Linked DNA regions of Manis pentadactyla: region 2 is linked to region 1. The links are chromatin contacts, called in public Hi-C maps. All regions are on one chromosome and are shown on one strand. Each heading gives the region's core, a stretch centred on a gene start, on an enhancer-like site or on the middle of the called end of the contact. The rest is flanking DNA. Distances are from core to core; before and after follow the strand shown. Region 1 holds the start of GLOD4 (glyoxalase domain containing 4). Region 2 holds the start of TIMM22 (translocase of inner mitochondrial membrane 22).

Region 1 (4,536 bases), core at 1,881-4,380:
GCTGACACCCCAAATACTGCTCAGGGACATACAGCTAATAAAGGGCAGATTCAAGACTCAAATCCACACGTCTGCCCATAGAGCCAGCTCACTTACAAAGGGCCACCACCCTACCCGACCCATGCCCAGGGCTCTTACCTTTGGTGAGTAATACTTTGCTGCAGCCGGCTCCAGCAGCAGATCTCAGAATTGTGCCCAGGTTCCCAGGGTCCCGGAGGTTATCACAAATCAACAATAGAGGCAGGGAATGGCACAGCTGAGTCTCTGGGTATGTTATCTTGTCAGGGTCAGGTTTGACAAAAATCCCTGAGGAAACCAAACAGGCAGTTCGTCTGACGTGGGCATGGGAACTAATTTAACTTTTCCTATACTTGCCATTTTTTCTTCTGAATTACATTAAATAACACATGCATAATATTCTGATTGCAAAAATCCAAAGTCCTACCAGTGAGCCCCTGCCACACCAACTTTTTAATCTTGGAGTGTATCCTTTCAGAACTTGTTCCAGGCACCTACCTACATCTATGTACATCTGCCCACATACAGGTGCTTTTGTCTTTTACACAAAATCATATTCTGTGTATTATTCTGTATAACATGACTTAAGAGAATTTACCATGTAAATACAGAGCTACTTTATTCTTTTAACTGCTCCATGTTATTCTGCAACATGAATACACTACATTCATTCAGCTCTTCCCCAACTAACGTCCAGATTATTTTCAAATTTTCCCTATTATAAACAACCCTGTATGGAACTTCCCTGTATGACTCTGTGTACATGTCAGAATACTTCCCTAGCAAAACACCTGTAAGTGAAATGGGCAGATTTCATTAAGGTGTCTGTGCACTCTTCATGTTGACAGATACTGCCACACTGCCCTCCCACAGGCTATCCAGGTTACTCACACCAAGAACACACAAACACGTGTCCCTAACATCAATGACGTCAGTGGAAAGGATTCAGGCATCTGTGTGCCATAAAAAAGATCCTGCACTTAAAGTCACAGATAGCCCCAGGCCATTCAGTGGGGGGCCCCACTGGAAGTCCTTTAATTTCCACTTGAATGGCTCTGATGAGTAGTCTCTTCATCTAGAGGCCTCACTTACATTACTGGATTTTAGATATGTGCCTGAAATCTGACAGATTTTGCTAGATCTTATCTATTTCTTCCTTTACACTCCTCAAATCTGAAATAAAACATAATTAGGATAAGCTAAATAATATGCAATTTTAAAAGCCATGAACTGATGAAAACAGTCATAATGATGAAGGGGGGCTACAGAAGCCCAGGACAGGCTGGCCACTATTAGCACACATGCCCAAGTGGAAGCATGGTAAAAGTGAGAGGTATTGTCACTGTAGCATGGAGCAGGGATTAGAGAGGTGCAGCTAATGAGACTACAGTTACTTTGAGGGAAGGACTCTGGTAGCCCAAGTCCCAACCCTAAGGGACAGTTCTGAACACAGGAGGGTTATAGAAACAAGAGATGGTCCCCAGAATTTCCTCTCCCAACTAACAGATGCACAGACAGCCCGCTGCAGGGAATACACATGCACACCTGATACAAGAGGCCCTGGCCTAAACATCAGAATCTTGACGATAACTCCTCCCTGCCTCAACTGTCCCCTTCTATCCAAGAGAAACCTCTACACTTACTGCCATTCAGTTCTCAGATCTTAAGTAGAACTCCAGTGTCAAAAAGGTACAAAGAATTTAGTCTTTCCATGTTTAGAAAAAACACTTTCAAGTGCTAATAGACATCACAGTCTATTAGAATCTTAAGTTAGATTCAACCAAATGAAGACAGGTTTCCTGTTCCGTGGGCTAAACATGGCAATAAATTGCAGCTTACTGTTCAGATCTGCTTCTAGAGTAAGAGAGTCAGTGATAGATAGGTATCACTACACTAGCAGAGGCTTTGTGGAAATGGAGGGCTAAATATTTTGATAAACATTTTCCTAATTTTTAGTTGGTTGTTAAAGGTTGAAGAAGTGACCGAAAAAATACAAGGTTTGAGAAGAGTAGCTATTCTTAGAGACTATAAAGAGCCATAATACGACTGATCACAAAAAATTGGGTTTCATTTTCCACCAAAAATACTGTAAGATGCATAGACCTGAGAAGTGTATTTTTCTGTGTCTTAAGAAAAGGCTAGGCAGGAACATGCTGAATTTGGTTTAAACTAAATTTGCTGCCATAAGGTAAGTATGAACGAGTAATCCTAGGTCTGTGTGTCTAGTGACGCACCGTATAACCACTGACCCATTATTCCTTGCGGTGTTACTAGGTCGGACCAATCCTTGATATCCTCAAATTTCACCTTAATGAGGCTGACACCTTTCAGTTTATCAATCGGCAGCTCCTTTATGTATTCCAGACGACTGAAGAAGAAAACTTTTGGCACAGCACCAGCTTTAAGAGCATCTGCAATCAGCCTGCGACCTTCCAGCAGGATCTTCCCTTTCTTTTCACGAAATGGCCTGGACTTAACAATTGTCATTACACTGCTGTGGGTAGAAACAAAAAGACAGATGATTACCAACATCCTTATTACGGAGACACCTAGATCTAACAGAACGAACTTCACAGAAACGAACTAACGCCAAGGAAGACATGTATTCTGCTCTCCGTGCATAATAAAAACCAGCGATTTGTACTGGAAGAAGTTCTCCAGTAGGAGGGAAGAGGCTAGGGTCCTGGTATGAGGCGGGAAGAGACACGTTAAATACTCGATAAGCCTCAGGAGCACATCACCTCAGCCTTCGGTCCCCGGGTAAAGCCTTATCATAGCGAAGCCCCGATTCTTCCCAGGTGCTGGGCGTCTGGGACGAGGGCACCTGAGGCGGCTGCTTCCGTTGCCACTCAGGACTGGCCTCATCCGGCGCCTTCGAGGGCTGCTTCCCAGGACCGGGCTTCCGTCCCACCACCTGTCCGGATGGAAACAGCACTTTCACGGGGCTCCGCCGCAGCGCCCGGACCCAGCGCCGAGCGTCCAGGTCCCAAGTCTGGACCACCGGCAGCAACAGTCGCGTGGCCCAGCCCAAGCCCTTCACCAGCGCCGCCATCTTTCCTGCGGCTTTGGTTGCGTCACGACAGCGCGCCGGCGGCGACCAGTGACGTCGCCGTTCCGTGTGCATCTTCTGCCGGCGGTGCGGCGTTGTGCGCTAGCTATGGCTGCTCGTCGAGCTCTGCACTTTGTATTCAAGGTGGGAAACCGCTTCCGGACGGCGCATTTCTATCGTGATGTCCTGGGGATGAAGGTGCATACGGGGCTGAGAGGGGCGGGCGCGGCAGGGGGGCGCGGGCGCGGAGCCGCACGTGACCGAGGGAGGTGGGAGGGATGGGGGTCTGGCGGTGAATCAGCCTGAATCCCGGGGTCCGACCTTAGCCAGTGGAACTCCCTTTAGCCCCGTCCCGTTTTCGGCTGGCGGCAGTGTTACGAGTCGGTGGTTGGATTAGAAAGGTGGCTTACACTACGAGTCGCGAACTACACGCCCACACACTTATTTCCATTTAAGTTCCTTCGCAGATACTTCGCAGTGCTGAGCTCCTGCCGCTAAGGCGCTTCCAGTCTAGTGGGAAAGACAGGATACAAACAAAAATTTCACTTTTCCAGTAAACAATAATTCAGTCTTTTCTGGTTTGGAGCCTTACGGTTTAGATAACAAGCACGTTTGGAGTTCTGTTTCTCTCAGGGCTGGTTGGAATCATCTCTTTGGGATCCTCAATCACTGCGTGAATGTTCCCGCTCTTCCCCCAACAGTCCAGATCTAAGTGTGAAGTCAGAACCCATTTTCCTCATCAGCACTCGAAACGGCCTCTCTCTCCAGCTCTGAGCAGCTGTGATTCTGTAGGAGTCACCTCGGTGGCAAACGCAGGTGGGAACTGTTGGGGCGCTCCTGATAAGCAAGGACTTTAGAGGTAGAACAGTGCAGTTTAGTGTAGAGACAGTGCAGAAGACACGGGGTGCAAAGAAATTACCTGACTGTTCACCAGTCATTTAAAAAATACCATCCATGTTTCACGTTGCTGCGTTGAACTTTGGTGACAAAGATGAAAATGGCCCCCAGTGTCTGCCCTCCATTAAAGTACCTGGGATGAGGGCAGTGGGGAGTTAGTTTTGTACAGAGTTAACAGTAAAGCAAGTTGAAATTTTATAAGTGATAGAAAAACTATAGCTCTCCCTTAATGTTTCCTCATTGATTAACGTTGTGAAGATTAAACACATTGTTATATTTGTGGTATTTGATACTTGTTTTATGTGTTAGCTATTATTATAAAAATGCAACAGGAGAGATTTAACTCCAACCTGGGTCATCAGGAAATCATTCATGGAATCCTTGCATTTGAGTTGACCTCTGTAGATAGGTAGAATTTCCACAGACCAAGATTAGAGGGAGGAGTATGCTAGAAAAACCTAATAGCCAATGCAAAGGTAAGGTGTGTTTGGGAAACATCACCATTTTATGTGCCTTTAGATTAAATTACTTCATTTAAGTTAAGGAACTGCGATAGCAGAACAAATAGGTTG
Region 2 (4,263 bases), core at 617-3,116, 170 kb before region 1:
GCAAACCCCACGCTGCTGTCCACATCTGACCTTCCTGAGACTGCTGGGCATTTCCATATGGATGTCTTCTCATCACCTCAAGGTCAGTATATGGTCAGTGAATTCATGGGCACCTTCCCCTCCAGACGTTCTTGCTTATGGCTTTTTTCTAGTCATTCCAGCCCCAAAACCTTAGGGGCATTTCTGACTGCTTCTTTGCTTCTCTCTACAACTCTATGTCCACAGTTATCATCCTAGTCTAGGGACTTTATCACTTCTACCCTGGAGCACTAGACTCATTTACTATTTCAACTTAGGGTCCGGCACAGTGATGAACAGAGATCCAGTCCATGCCTCATGGAGCTGCAGTCTAACAAATTCCCTATATGGTCTCCCTAACTACAGCCTTTTCTATCCTTCACCACACTGCATCCTAAAGAACCATCAGTAACTGCCATAAATCTCCCACTCCACTCCCAACTTGATTTCACATTCTCTTCCTCTTTGTCTATCCCCATTCTCTCAGTCCTTTAGGTTAACAGCTCCAGTCTCACCTCCTCTTACGACTCTCCCTGAAACAAAAAAGGAGCTCTTTCTTCTATTACACGTCACATCTGCATCCTGACTATATTTGTTTTGTAACTATCATTCTCAGTGAGATTTCAACTCATCTGTGCAAGTGTGGTCAACCGCTTTACCCTGCACATAGGAAGGACACCGTACACTCTCAAATCCACAAATAGTTTAGGGGAAAAAAAAAAAGCCAAGTCCAGACTTCTTTGCCCCTTGTTCACTGCTGTCTCATCACACTGGCCACACGGGCCTGTTTTTCAAACTTCAAGCCAGTTCCTGCCCTACCTCTGCACTTGCTAATCCCTATGTCTGAAGCATTCTTCTGCCAGACTCCGTCTCAACATTCTTCTTTATATATATAATAAAAAGTTAGCTTTATGACAACAAAGCTCTTGCCTCAAATGCCGTCTCTCCACCGCCTGGCACGTGATAGTTGCTCAGTAACAATTTGTTGAAAGAATGCCTATTTACAAGTGAATGAACGAATGAATGAACGAAGTCAACCACTTATAACCTCCAGGCCCCGACCCATTGTACTGATTCTCCGATCATTTCCAGAGGCAAAAGCTAACCTCAGGGTCCAGCGGTGACGCCCGAGTTCACTGAGCGAAGCGGAGGTGCAGTTAAGGTAGAGGCCCGCAGGGTCCTCGCCTCCCAGGCGCCCGGTCTTCCCGGCAGAGGACCCCGCTGCCAGCCGAGCCCTCAGCCTCCCAAGGGCACCCCCCAGCCGCTCCCCGCCTGGCCTCACCTCCCACGCAGGCCAGCGCTGCCTTGAAGGCGCAGCTCTCCATCGCTCGCTCGATCATCTTCTGCTCCTCACTCTTGGCCGGACTTGGGATCCCGCCCAGGCTACCAGGCTCCAGCACGCGCGGCTGACGCCTGTCCCCTACCAGGTATTGCAGAAGCAGGCTGTACTGCAGCGGGGCTTCGGCGGAGCCCGCCGCCCCAGGCGCCGAGCCCCCGGCACCGGGAGCAGTCGCCGCCATGACTCGCTCCCAAGGCGCCCTGGCCTCCCTTCTCCCACAGCAGATTCCACGAGTGTCGCTGGGGCCTTGCGCGCCTAGCCACCGTGCCGCAACGGCAGATTCGTCACATCGGGCCGGTCCGAGGAAGCGGCGGAAAGCTAAGTTCGTTCGTGCACAGCCGGCGGAAGAGCTATCACGTTCCCCAGACAGCCTCTTAGGAATGCTGAGACAGACTTGTGCAGCACCCCCATCGGCACTCACTAATGAGATTCCGAAGTACAAGGGCCAGAGACCGCCATCTACGGTTGTAGCGCGCTGCGTGCCGGGGTAGTTTAAGCGCTTACACCCAAGGCTTTTCCCAGAAAGCCTTGCGCTCACCTCTCCGCCTCCTCTGGAGCTCCGGACCCGCGGGGGACGGCGGTAGCGCGCCCGCGAGGCTGCAGGGCGCCAGGGCGTCAGCAGGAGGCGCGCGCGCCTCGCCGCTGCCCTTTCAGCCTCATCCCTTGCAGGTGTCGTGAGACCTAAGTAATGCGAGGTGGTTTGTAAATACACGTGAGAGCATAGTATCAATGTATGGAATAAAAGTTTGTTCAATAACTAAACCTTTGAGGAAAGAGAAGGGCCAACAAATGAACGAACGAATGAGTGAAGCTAGCCAAGCGTAAGGTAAATCAGGGTCGGTGACAGGAAATGGAGGGACCGGTGCCAGACGGAGAGTGCAAGGAAAGCTGAGGCTGCTACTCCCTACACCCAGTTGTTGTCAGTGGAATTGGTGATGTGGGACTAGCATTACTTGAGGGGCCAATTTATATTATGTTGGACCAATTAAAGTGTTTTCCTGCTTGCAAAGTAAAAACCTGAAGGTAAACTGAGATAGGATATATATGACCCAGAAAGACTTTTGCAGTAGTTTTTGTGGTACTAAAATAGGTCCCAAACTATTTTATTGATCCAGACTAGCAATGTATTTGGGTATAGCAGCTAAGAGAAACATAAATAGAAACAGAAGGTGGTGAGGGTAGGCGGTCAGCACAGGCAGAGATACTTTCTTGGTATTCAGAGTTCTCTGGGCTGCCAGGCACAGCCTGGTATCCACCCTGGTTCTGCTCCCACCAGGCTACTGAATGAGCTAGTCCTAAGGCCCCCAGTGACTTCCCAGTTGTTGAGTTTAATTCAGACCTCATTTTACTAGACTTCTCAGCTGCATTTGACACTTTGTTGACACCTCCCTCCTTGGAAATTTCTGCACAGTTTCAGTGGAGCCTCCTCTTTCCTAGTTTTGCCACAGCCTTTCCAGCTGCTTGGTCTTCTTCACAGGTACGTCTGCCCACCCCTCTCCTGTTGGTCCTCTCTGGGATTCACCTTTTATTCTCTTCTCATGTAGCTCATTCTGCCTGAGCAACTCATCCACCCCTGTGGCTTTTACTACAACCTCTAATGCATTAATGACTCTCCAGGTCATTATCTCCAGCATAGACCTTTCTCATAAGCACAAGAACCAGACATTTCCCATAGGCCCCTCTAACTCCATGCTGCCAACCACCTTTTCTTTCCAAGTGAATGAGGGGCCCAGGGCTCTGAATCATGCTGAGGTCGTAAGAGCCAAAGTTGGATCTGAGAGAAGTTGGGGCAGGTGCCCAGGCAACCTGCAGGTCTAAACAGTTAATCCATCAGACTAGTTAATAATAATCAATCCCAAAATGAAGGGGCTGCATCCGAGTTCAGGTGAGATCCATGTCAGTATGTGGAGAAATTCCATGTGGCCATGGTACAGGAGACCCTGCCCAGAAGCACAGATGGAAAGAGAGCAGTTACAGGCGCTGATCTGGAATGTCTCCCCTAATCCATCGCCTTCCATGGGTGGAATGCATTTCACCTGGTGGAAAAACCTGAACCTCTTCAAGCACATTCTGAAAGTGAGATGTGGTTCCCATGTCAGTTTCCCTGGGCTGACCCTTTCCCAGTAGTCTGGGGACTTTATCTGGTCGTGGAATCATGGGATCACACAGCTCTCATGTTACAGTTCTGTTCTTTCACAGCTGAATGAGAAAGCCTGGGGGTCCTCTGGGTTGAGAAAGAACTTGTCTCAGTGGCACAGCAGGAGCGCAGTTTGCTGGGGCCATGACGCAGGCAGGGCAAATAGAATTCTGCACTTTTGTTATGACTTCTTCAGCTAGCCACAGCTGAGTCACCTGTCACTTGAGAGTACTGTTGATCTGCAAGGAACAATGGCAGGTAGTCCTCTGGCCAGACAGCAGAATAAGAGCCTGGCATTAAATGCATCACTTGAGCATTGGTACTTCCCTATATAGACAAGAAAGGTTTGTGGGACTGAGAGCAGGACCAGAACTCAGGATACTGAGGCCAACCCGGGACTTAGGGAAAACATTTTATCCCTCATCCTTACACAGCAAAAGAGACTTGGGCCCATGGTGGGCTTTCTGAAGTCCTAGGAGGCCACGCCAGCCTGGGAGCTGGCAGGGCAGGAAACACTCTGGGCCGTGAACTGGGAGCAGAAGTACTAAAGCCTCAAGCCCCAGGGGGAGACCTGAAAATGCTGGGAAGAGATGAACCCATCAGGGGAACAGTTATGGAAAAAAAAAAATTCATATCTCCAAGTCAGGCTTCCCAAGGTCAAGGGAGCAGAGCTGAGCGGAAGACTAGAGGGCTTGCCTGAGGGGATGTGCGCCCCCAGACAGACGCTGTTCTTGAGTTGGGTGGACTTCACTTAGAACACACTTTCCTC

What was found. A called contact is a pair of places that touch in the nucleus more often than the background predicts.
Region 2: a contact with region 1 is called in a Hi-C map of fibroblasts, with 9 times the contacts expected there. The contact joins the promoter of TIMM22 here to the promoter of GLOD4 in region 1. A contact is called at or near these places in 3 of 3 Hi-C or Micro-C datasets (blood, fibroblasts and skin fibroblasts).

What each region holds. Positions count from the first base shown.
Region 1 is chr4:141,800,025-141,804,560 of mManPen7.hap1, reverse strand. GLOD4 (glyoxalase domain containing 4) reads left to right here and starts at 3,130. Exons shown (of 9, transcript XM_036906243.2): 1 at 3,130-3,211. The coding sequence starts at 3,176. It overlaps MRM3 (mitochondrial rRNA methyltransferase 3), which reads right to left and starts at 3,142. Exons shown (of 4, transcript XM_036906241.2): 1 at 2,760-3,142; 2 at 2,268-2,512; 3 at 139-306. The coding sequence starts at 3,142.
Region 2 is chr4:141,972,287-141,976,549 of mManPen7.hap1, reverse strand. It overlaps TIMM22 (translocase of inner mitochondrial membrane 22), which reads right to left and starts at 1,866. Exons shown (of 5, transcript XR_008997213.1): 1 at 1,301-1,866.